Linked DNA regions of Sus scrofa: all the other regions are linked to region 2. The links are chromatin contacts, called in public targeted proximity ligation maps. All regions are on one chromosome and are shown on one strand. The core of a region is the stretch at or near the end of the contact, and the rest is flanking DNA. Distances in the headings are between cores, read along the strand shown.

Region 1 (2,700 bases), core at 200-2,699, 270 kb before region 2:
GACTGGTTCAGGAGTCAGAGGCTTGCTTCAAGAGCCATATCCCTGGAGTTCCCGTCGTGGCGCAGCGGTTAACGAATCCAACTAGGAACCATGAGGTTGCAGGTTCGATCTCTGGTCTCCCTCAGTGGGTTAAGGATCGTCGTTGCCGTGAACCATGGTGTAGGTCGCAGACGCGGCTCGGATCCTACAACTGTGGCTGTGGCGTAGGCCGGTAGCTACAGCTCCGATTAGATCCCTAACCTGGGAACCTCTATATGCTGTGGGTTCAGCCCTAGAAAAGACCAAAAAAAAAAAAAAAAAAAGGCCACATACAGCATAATCAATGTATAAGTTCTTCTCACATCAGGAACAGGATGGGACAGTGCTGTGTCCACAGGTGAGGAGATGACCAGGACCAACCACAAGAAGTGAGCAGGTGGCAGCCAGTGACGAGCCTGGGGACCCAAGACAGATACCCCACTCACGTTACCTGATGCCACATGGAGTGAGCTTGAAAAACTAGGGAAGCATTTTCTAGAAAACAAAAATGTCAGTATGAAAACTTTAATCTTTTCACAAACAGTAGACTGAAAGTAGGTTCTCAAAAGGCAGTGGGAAAAGGCAGGTGGTCTGAGGGGTGGATTTCCTGCCAGAGAGCAGCCCACAGAGACTCTAGCTGCTTCACTTTGTTGCTGCTTCAAGGTCAGGCCATTGACTTGAAGATGCTGTTCAGGCAAAGCTGGTAACATATGCCTCAAGACTTAAGTGCTAACATTAGCAACTGCCTGATGACACCAGAATTATCTGAAGTAAGATGGCTAGATGTTTAAATGAAAAGATCCCAGGGAGTTCCCATCGTGGCACAGTGGTTAACAAATCCAACTAGGAACCATGAGGTTGTGGGTTCGATCCCTGGCCTTGCTCAGTGGGTTAAGGATCGGCATTGCTGTGAACTGTGGTGTAGGTCACAGATGTGGCTCGGATCCTACACTGCTGTGGCTCTGACATAGGCCGGCGGCTACAGCTCTGATTCAATCCTAGCCTGGGAACTTCCATATGCCATGGGTGCGGCCCTAGAAAAGGCAAAAAGACAAAAAAGAAAAAAGAAAGATCCCACATTAATGTGTCCACCGGGGAGGCAAGCCCTGACAGGAAAAGGCAAGCTATCTGTGACCTAGACGGATCACTGGGTCAACACCTGCCCTCACAGAGCTGATAAAGGGATTCACTGTGACTACTGGTTACTCAGAGAAACACATTTCCCTAGGAATGTGAGGGGAACAAGAAACAGCAAACATTCCTGCTGAGGGAATAGCCCTGTCATCAGTGTGTAATACCATGCCCCTCCCTGGGCAGGGGTCTTCTGTGAAGCTTTAAGAAGGTAGAAGTCCCTTGTATGCTTCAGAGATCCATGTTGAAGGGCTAGGCCCAAAGAGAGCCTGCCAGTGTGCCTTCTGGCAGGCCAGGACGCCCCACTGCCTCACCACCACCAGGTGGCTCCCATCCCATCTGCTGATAACTGAAATCCCACTGGTAAAGAGTTTTTCAATGAGAAGCGTTGACAACCTGAGAACTCAAAGCTACTGTCAGCCTGGCCAATGATTTCAGGATGAATGTTGTGGCTTTCTAATGATTAAGGAGCCATGCCAGTTTCATCACTGACATGCTTTTATTCAGTAATGTAGATATTCCAGATTTGTGGTGGTTTTTTTTTTTTTTTTTTTTTTTTTTTTTGCTTTTTAGGGCCGCACCTGCAGCATATGGAAGTTCCCAGGCTAGGGGTGGAATCAGAGCTGCAGCTTCCAGCTTATACCACAGCCACAGCAACATGGGATCAGAGTCACCTCTGCGACCTACACCACAGCTCATGGCAACACCGAATCCTTAACCCACTCTGCGAGGCCAGGGATCAAACCCACATCCTCATGGATCCCAGTTGGGTTTGTTTCTGCTGTACCACAACAGGAACTCCTCATATTCCAGATCTTAAGGTTGCACTTTTCTATTTTTCATTTTCATTTCAACGGGAAGCAGATGGGACCGGTGCATGCTTATTTTTCCTGAGTGCGGGGAAAGCCACTCACCTCTGAGCCCTGTTAGAATGCACGTCCTCCCAGAAGAGCAGCCTTCTTGTGTGGGAAGGGCATGTTGGCACTGCGAGCTGGGGGTCTGAAAATAGCAGAATGAGACTGGGGGACCTAGTGTGTAGATTAGGGGGAGGAGAGTCAGTGGGGAGGGGAGTGGGGCAACTCTGCCCTCTCTGAACTCTGCCTGAGGCCAGCTGTGCTCAGAGCATACCAGGCCTCAGGGCCCGGCACAGAGGAATGGCGCCCAGGCGGACAGGACCGCTGGCCTTGGCACTCCAAGCAGCTGTCAGGCCCATGGTGCCCCACTGGGCCTCCAAGAGCTGCCCTGAAAGCGAAAGGGGAATCTTTGCCCTGCTAAGGAGGAAAGTCCCCTGTAGGAGAAGGGAAAGTATTTCCTCAACCCAGAGCCCAGGGGCAGAATCTGGGGAAGAGGCCAGAGGAGCCTTGCTCAGCAGAAGCCATCCTCCAGGGAGCTCTCCTCGGGAGATTCCCCAGGGGGCCCCTCAGGGGGTGTCTCCTCAGTGGAGATTCTGGGGTGAGCTGGGCACTTCTGGAAGGGTGCTGAGGGGAGCTCTTCTCAGGGGGAGCAGTCCTGAGGGGGCACTCTCCACAGGGAACTTTCTTTTCCCTCTAC
Region 2 (2,700 bases), core at 159-2,658:
CAAATACTGAGAAAGCTCTTTGTGATTAGAATAGTTTTCTTAAACTTTGTGTATGAATAAATGAATTTTATATTTCTCAAGCACCTAGTGTCCACCCACACTGGACACACAAAAAACTATTTAATAAGTACTTGTTTAATTAAAAAATGACACCTCAGGTTTGTCTTCCCTCCTCTGGATCCCCTATGACATTTACATCTATCATATAGCCCAGATTTCCTAGAACTTGCAGAATTTCTGTCCTACTGTCTCTGTAAGTACAGCTGCACATGCTACACCATATGTCAGGACATATGTTCCAAAGAGTTGTAAGATGAAGCCATCTCTATTGCAATAAGTGTCTGATGTCTGTTTCTTTTTGCTGCCTAAGAGATCCGATTACAATTTCAAATAGCCCCCTTTCTTTCAACTTATCCTCGGTTTTTAATATTACAAAAGCCTACTGGTAGAAAAAGTCTGATAATAAAAAATGTACCAAATTAAATTCCCTTTCACCAAAGGTCATCTATTTCTCCCCTGTCGTTTCCACTGTGACACTTCCAACTCAGGTCTCCTATTGAGCGCCTAGAGAACATTCAGTACACACAGGAGGCAGCTGCGTGGTCCGCTGGCACCTGTCCGCAGACGGTCCACTCACTAATTCTCTGACCTGGGGTTAGTTACTCAAAGTTCTAGGAGTCTACGGGTCGGTAAAATGCCCATCTCACCAGGCTGTCGAGATCGAACCCAGATCTTCATGGATCCTAGTCGGGTTTATTAACCTCTGAGCCACGGTCAAGACGTGTATGGGTAAGCACTTTGGGTTGTGGGGTCCTGGAAAAGTCTTTAAGCTTGCTCTACCATAGTCCCGTCAGTTCACCATGTAGCTTTAAAGGATGCCCCCACCGACCCTCTCTCGCACCCCAGAGAGCCAGCAAGAAGGCAGAGCGCCCACCAACCAACCCAGCTCGCAGATGACTATGAAATTCCAGGCGCTCTTGGCCTTCGGGAGAAGGGAGTCTTCTTTGCAGAGCTCTTCTCTGCAGTTTCTAACGCCTGCTTCCTTTAGGGCCGCCTCTAGGTCTTAAATAAATGTAAGCTAGAGTCTCCCCGTTGACAGTCCTGTTCTTTTCTCTTTCAGGACCTGCAAAGCAAAGCTTCCCTAAGCCCGGAAGCTTCGCCAGCCTCCAAAACTCTTTCCAGCTTCGGCCACGCCCCATCAACCAAAGACCAAGTCCACCCTCCCCCTCGCCTCAGTTCGATTTCGGCGCGAGGCAAACCTGAGGACGGCTGTGATTGGTTGGAGAGAAACAAACTACCGTTTGATTGGCTGATAATAGCCATCAGCGGGTAACTAAGGCCGCGGGGATGAATTATGGGGGTTAAGACTCGGGGAGGTGGGTGACGATTGGTTCCTGAAGGAGGAGGGCGGAGTCAAAGGCGGAAGCACGCGTTGGGTTGGGGTAGCTTGGGGAAAGAGAAAGAAGGAGCAGGATGGAAGTGGTTAGGTGTCCGCAGCATGGTAGGAGGTCAGGGTCCCAGGGTCTTTCGGGATCTGTCATTGTAGCGTGGCCTAACTATTGTCGACCTTCTCTCCTCAGGCACCTTATGCTTTCTGAAGACCGGCGTCCGCGATGGCCCGAATAAAGGAAAGAGCTTCTACGTGTGCCCGGCGGACACATGCAACTTTCTGAGGGCCACTGAGTAGGTCTCGAGCTGGGCACAATTCCCTGCGACCGCGCGCCGTCTCCCCGGTGGGGTCGCGGACTCCCCTCTGGCCAGCGCCATTAGGACTGGGAGAGCTGGGACCCCTGGTCTGTGGAGCCATGGCCCTTTAATTAGTTGGTAATCTCAGGACAACTTGGCATGTTAGGGACACGCCCCGCTCTTGATTGCAGTGTGACCCAAGGCTGGTTACTTTGCCTCTCTGGGCAGCCAATTCCCTCATAACATGGAGGATCGACTACATCTGGATCCTTCTGGTCCTTTCCAGTTCTCGGTTTCTTTTTCGCCTGACAAGCCTTGATCACTCCCTTCTGATCAGACATTACCCCCTACTCCATTTAAAGTGAGGACATAGAGGCGTAGCAGAAAATAACTGGCTCCAGCTTTGCACTAATAGTAGTCGGATTGACTGGCTCTTTTAAAAATAGGATTCTCTACATTTAAGTGGTGAGATTGTTAATCTAAGGAAACAAGTTACTTTAGGGATTAAGGCTGAAAGAAACATCAGAAATCTGATTCGGCAGTCTGGTTTTTACAGAGCTGAAAGTGAAACCCAGAAATATTAAGCTTCTTTTTGGAAGTGAGAAAAGTTAATACTGTTCTCATAAAATGTTGTTAATGTTTTCACAGTACCAGATGTTGGAAGTCTCTATGCGAAATTTTAAACTGTTATATCTTAACCATTTTTTTTCCTACTTTCTACTGAACTTGGTAGAGAAAAGGTATTTTTCTACATATCATGTAAGGCACATAATGGATATCAATATTGGAAAATAATGTTTTTTTCAACACATACATTAGCTTCTCATGTTTCCCCCACATGATTTAGATGATTTGTATTTTTGTTATGCTTTGAAACTAAGTGGGAGATTTTTATCCTTTTTCAGATGTAGAAAATAAATTTTTAGTAAAATATTTTCTTTGCCTTCTGTAAGTTGTTTTTTCATTTGACAGAAATTACTAGGATCCAGTTTAATTAAATACAAAATGATTTTA
Region 3 (2,700 bases), core at 20-2,519, 490 kb before region 2:
CAGAGGCCGGGTTCAAGTACCCTCCCTTCCATGAAGTCTTTGCTCCGCAAAAGATATTTGGTTTCACAAAAGGTGCTACTGCCTTCCCTCTGCATGCCGACGGCACTTTATGTTTCCCGCTTTTACAACATTCAGTTCTGTGTCTTTCAGTGTGGGTACTTTTGCAGCATATCTCAGCCTCCCACCCCCCTCCCAGGCTGTCCTCCATAGCCAGTGCACCTCACAGGCACCCAATAAACGCTGAACGCAGAGTGGAAAGGGAAGGCTGATCCAGTGGACGTGCCGAGGGGGCCAGCAGTGGGGAATCCCAAGGAAAGAAGTACTAGGTAAGGGGGTTGTTACTATGCCCCGGAGGTTTGGCTATGACTTAACCAGGGGCCTGAGTGGGAAGAGACTGATGAGGTTGGGGAGGGAAAAAGTGGAGACCAAGATACCTAGTCCACGGGGCTGTCTTGACGGTTTAGCTGAAGACGTGCTAAAGGGATGAACGAGGTCCTGCACAGTTACTAGTTAGTCATTTTAGGTTCGGAAGGAAAGGGAGGGCCCAGGGGCACCTGCGGCTCTACCTGAGAATCCTCAATTGAGGCCCTCATCTTCTGGCTGCAGGCCAATTCTGAAACTCCGCCCCCGGCCGGGGCGCGGGGGGTTTGGCCTCGGCCGCAGCCGGCCCACCAAGCCTGGGAGGGCAGACTGCGCTTTCCGAAGCCCGGGGCGGCCCGCCCCGGACGAGCTCACAGGCTGCGGAAGCTCTGAAAGTCCGCTCAACTTCTGGGCGGCGGACCCGCGGGCGGGAAGTAACTTAGTCCTTGAGTCACACAGAATAAGGCCCCTCTTCCGAAAGAATACGGACTGGATGAGTGAGGACCGCGGTGAGGGTGGCGGGTTACGAAGCCTCCCTAGAGGAAGGCAAGCGCGCAGGGCAGGAGAGCAAGCCGGGGTCCCGTTTTGTTTTTCCCAAACAGGCTCCAGAGCCTGCGGTCCAAGTTTCTTGCTGACCACCCTAGGGAGACTTGTGGATGCCACCACCAGGTCCCGCGCGCCGGCTGCGTGCCCCCCGCCACCCGTGCCATCCCAACTTGCAGCCGCCTTGGGCCGCGCCCGTCCACCTGGCCCCGGAGCCCTAGGGCCACTGACACCGCGCGCCGCCTGGTCCCCGCGGGCTTCCCAGAAAGGCCTCCACTCACCCAACCAGAGCAGCAGGAAGATCACGTCGGGGGCCCGCACGGCCCACCTTAGGGCTCTCCCCGAGGCCATGGCGGTCCGGCCTTTCTCTGCGACAAGGACCCAGCTCCGCGTCGCCTCCGATGGCCGAAGAGGGCCGTCCCCACCCCCGTCCCCGCCCCGGTCCCCGCCCCGCCTCGCCTCGCCTGGCTCCGCCCCAGTTTGGGCGAGTCTTTCCTCCTTCCAGAGAACGCGGTCCGACCCCGGTCTTGCCTGCTGTTCCGCCTCCACCCGCTCGGCTCAGAGGAGCCCTCCCCCAAAAGTGGCTTGCGTTTTTACAACCAGGTTTATCCTCGTTCCTCCCGCACCTGTCCTTGGCGTTTTTGGAACGTGATAAGAGGCCCCCATAGCTGGGGGTGTCGGATGGCCGAGAGCTCCGCCCCACTCTCCTGGGGGTGACAGTAGAACTCCGGGCTGGAACAGGGAGGTTCCACAGCGCCGTATTTCCTCCGCGTCTCCAGCAGCCGCGGCAGCGCAGAGCTCGCTTTTCCTGCCAGCGTCTCTGCTAGGACGGCTCTGCACGAGACAGCCTCGCTGAACCACAAAGGCACGTCGGACACCTGCTGGAATGTGCGGTTACCTCGTGCGGCCTCTTCCCCCCTAAGCACCTGACTCCCCTCATTCAAGCGCAGCCGCCTTTCCTTAAGATTGACCCCCACCCCACACTCCCTCACGGTAGCTGCGATTTCCAGCCTTGGGTTTCTCCCTTCTATTTCCTCTTTGTTTTACTCTTCCTCCATGTCCACTTCAGACTCGCCCTCGAGCTGCTCACTCCCTCACTGTTTGGCCTTCCCAAATCCCTCTTCCCAGGCTGCATCGGACTCACCGTCTTATTGGCTAGACTCCTACCTTCAAATCCGTCTGATCCCAGACCCCCTGACTGTGCTCCCAGAACCAGCTCCTGGCATCAGCTTTCCTGTCAGCCCCCTTTCCTTCTGAGAGAAGCATCAGAATGACCCCTGCCCAGCTGTTGCTGTTCTGGAAACTCTTCCTCACCATGTGGGCAGGAAACTTCTCCCTGACCTGGACTCCTGACCTGGATGGACTCTGTTGTCAAATAAACACTAACCTGTTTGCCAGTAGTGAAATAGTGGAAACCTGCTTTAATCTTGCTGTCACTGCCATCATCCTCAAGTAGGGACCCCCAAACCACACAAGACACTCGAACTACACTCAAAGTCATGAATTAATTCTTAAATTAGCCAGGAAATGGTAAAAGCTATCTATCTGTGAAATTTCAGGGACCAACGTCTTGTACCATAAAGCCTGCTACCTTCAGACATTCCCTATCACCTGTAGATATTGGTGATACACAAGGCAGGGACAGTGTGTAGCACAAAATGTGAGAAGATCAAGTGTCTGCCCTGGGCTGCTAAGAACTCGGGCTAACTTGAATAGGTAAGGATGTGGTCAGACCTTTAGACACGAGGGAGCCCCTGAAAGTTTTTGAGCTGGAAGTTGATATAACAGCAAACATCT

Evidence for each region.
Region 1: a targeted proximity ligation map of alveolar macrophages shows a contact between it and region 2. A contact is called at or near these places in 1 of 5 promoter capture datasets (liver), 17 of 47 Hi-C or Micro-C datasets (brain, embryonic fibroblasts, fetal heart ventricle and 10 more) and 2 of 2 datasets of targeted methods (alveolar macrophages and skeletal muscle).
Region 3: a targeted proximity ligation map of alveolar macrophages shows a contact between it and region 2. A contact is called at or near these places in 1 of 5 promoter capture datasets (fetal liver), 2 of 47 Hi-C or Micro-C datasets (fetal skeletal muscle and mesenteric adipose tissue) and 2 of 2 datasets of targeted methods (alveolar macrophages and skeletal muscle).

Annotation. Positions count from the first base shown.
Region 1 is chr4:103,949,475-103,952,174 of Sscrofa11.1, reverse strand. No RefSeq gene overlaps it. Among named protein-coding and RNA genes, the nearest start is that of CD2, 26 kb to the left of the region's middle.
Region 2 is chr4:103,675,186-103,677,885 of Sscrofa11.1, reverse strand. It overlaps TTF2 (transcription termination factor 2), which reads left to right and starts at 1,408. Exons shown (of 23, transcript XM_001929357.7): 1 at 1,408-1,501; 2 at 1,581-1,683. The coding sequence starts at 1,474.
Region 3 is chr4:104,169,396-104,172,095 of Sscrofa11.1, reverse strand. CD58 (CD58 molecule) reads right to left here and starts at 1,269. Exons shown (of 7, transcript NM_213795.1): 1 at 1,185-1,269. The coding sequence starts at 1,254.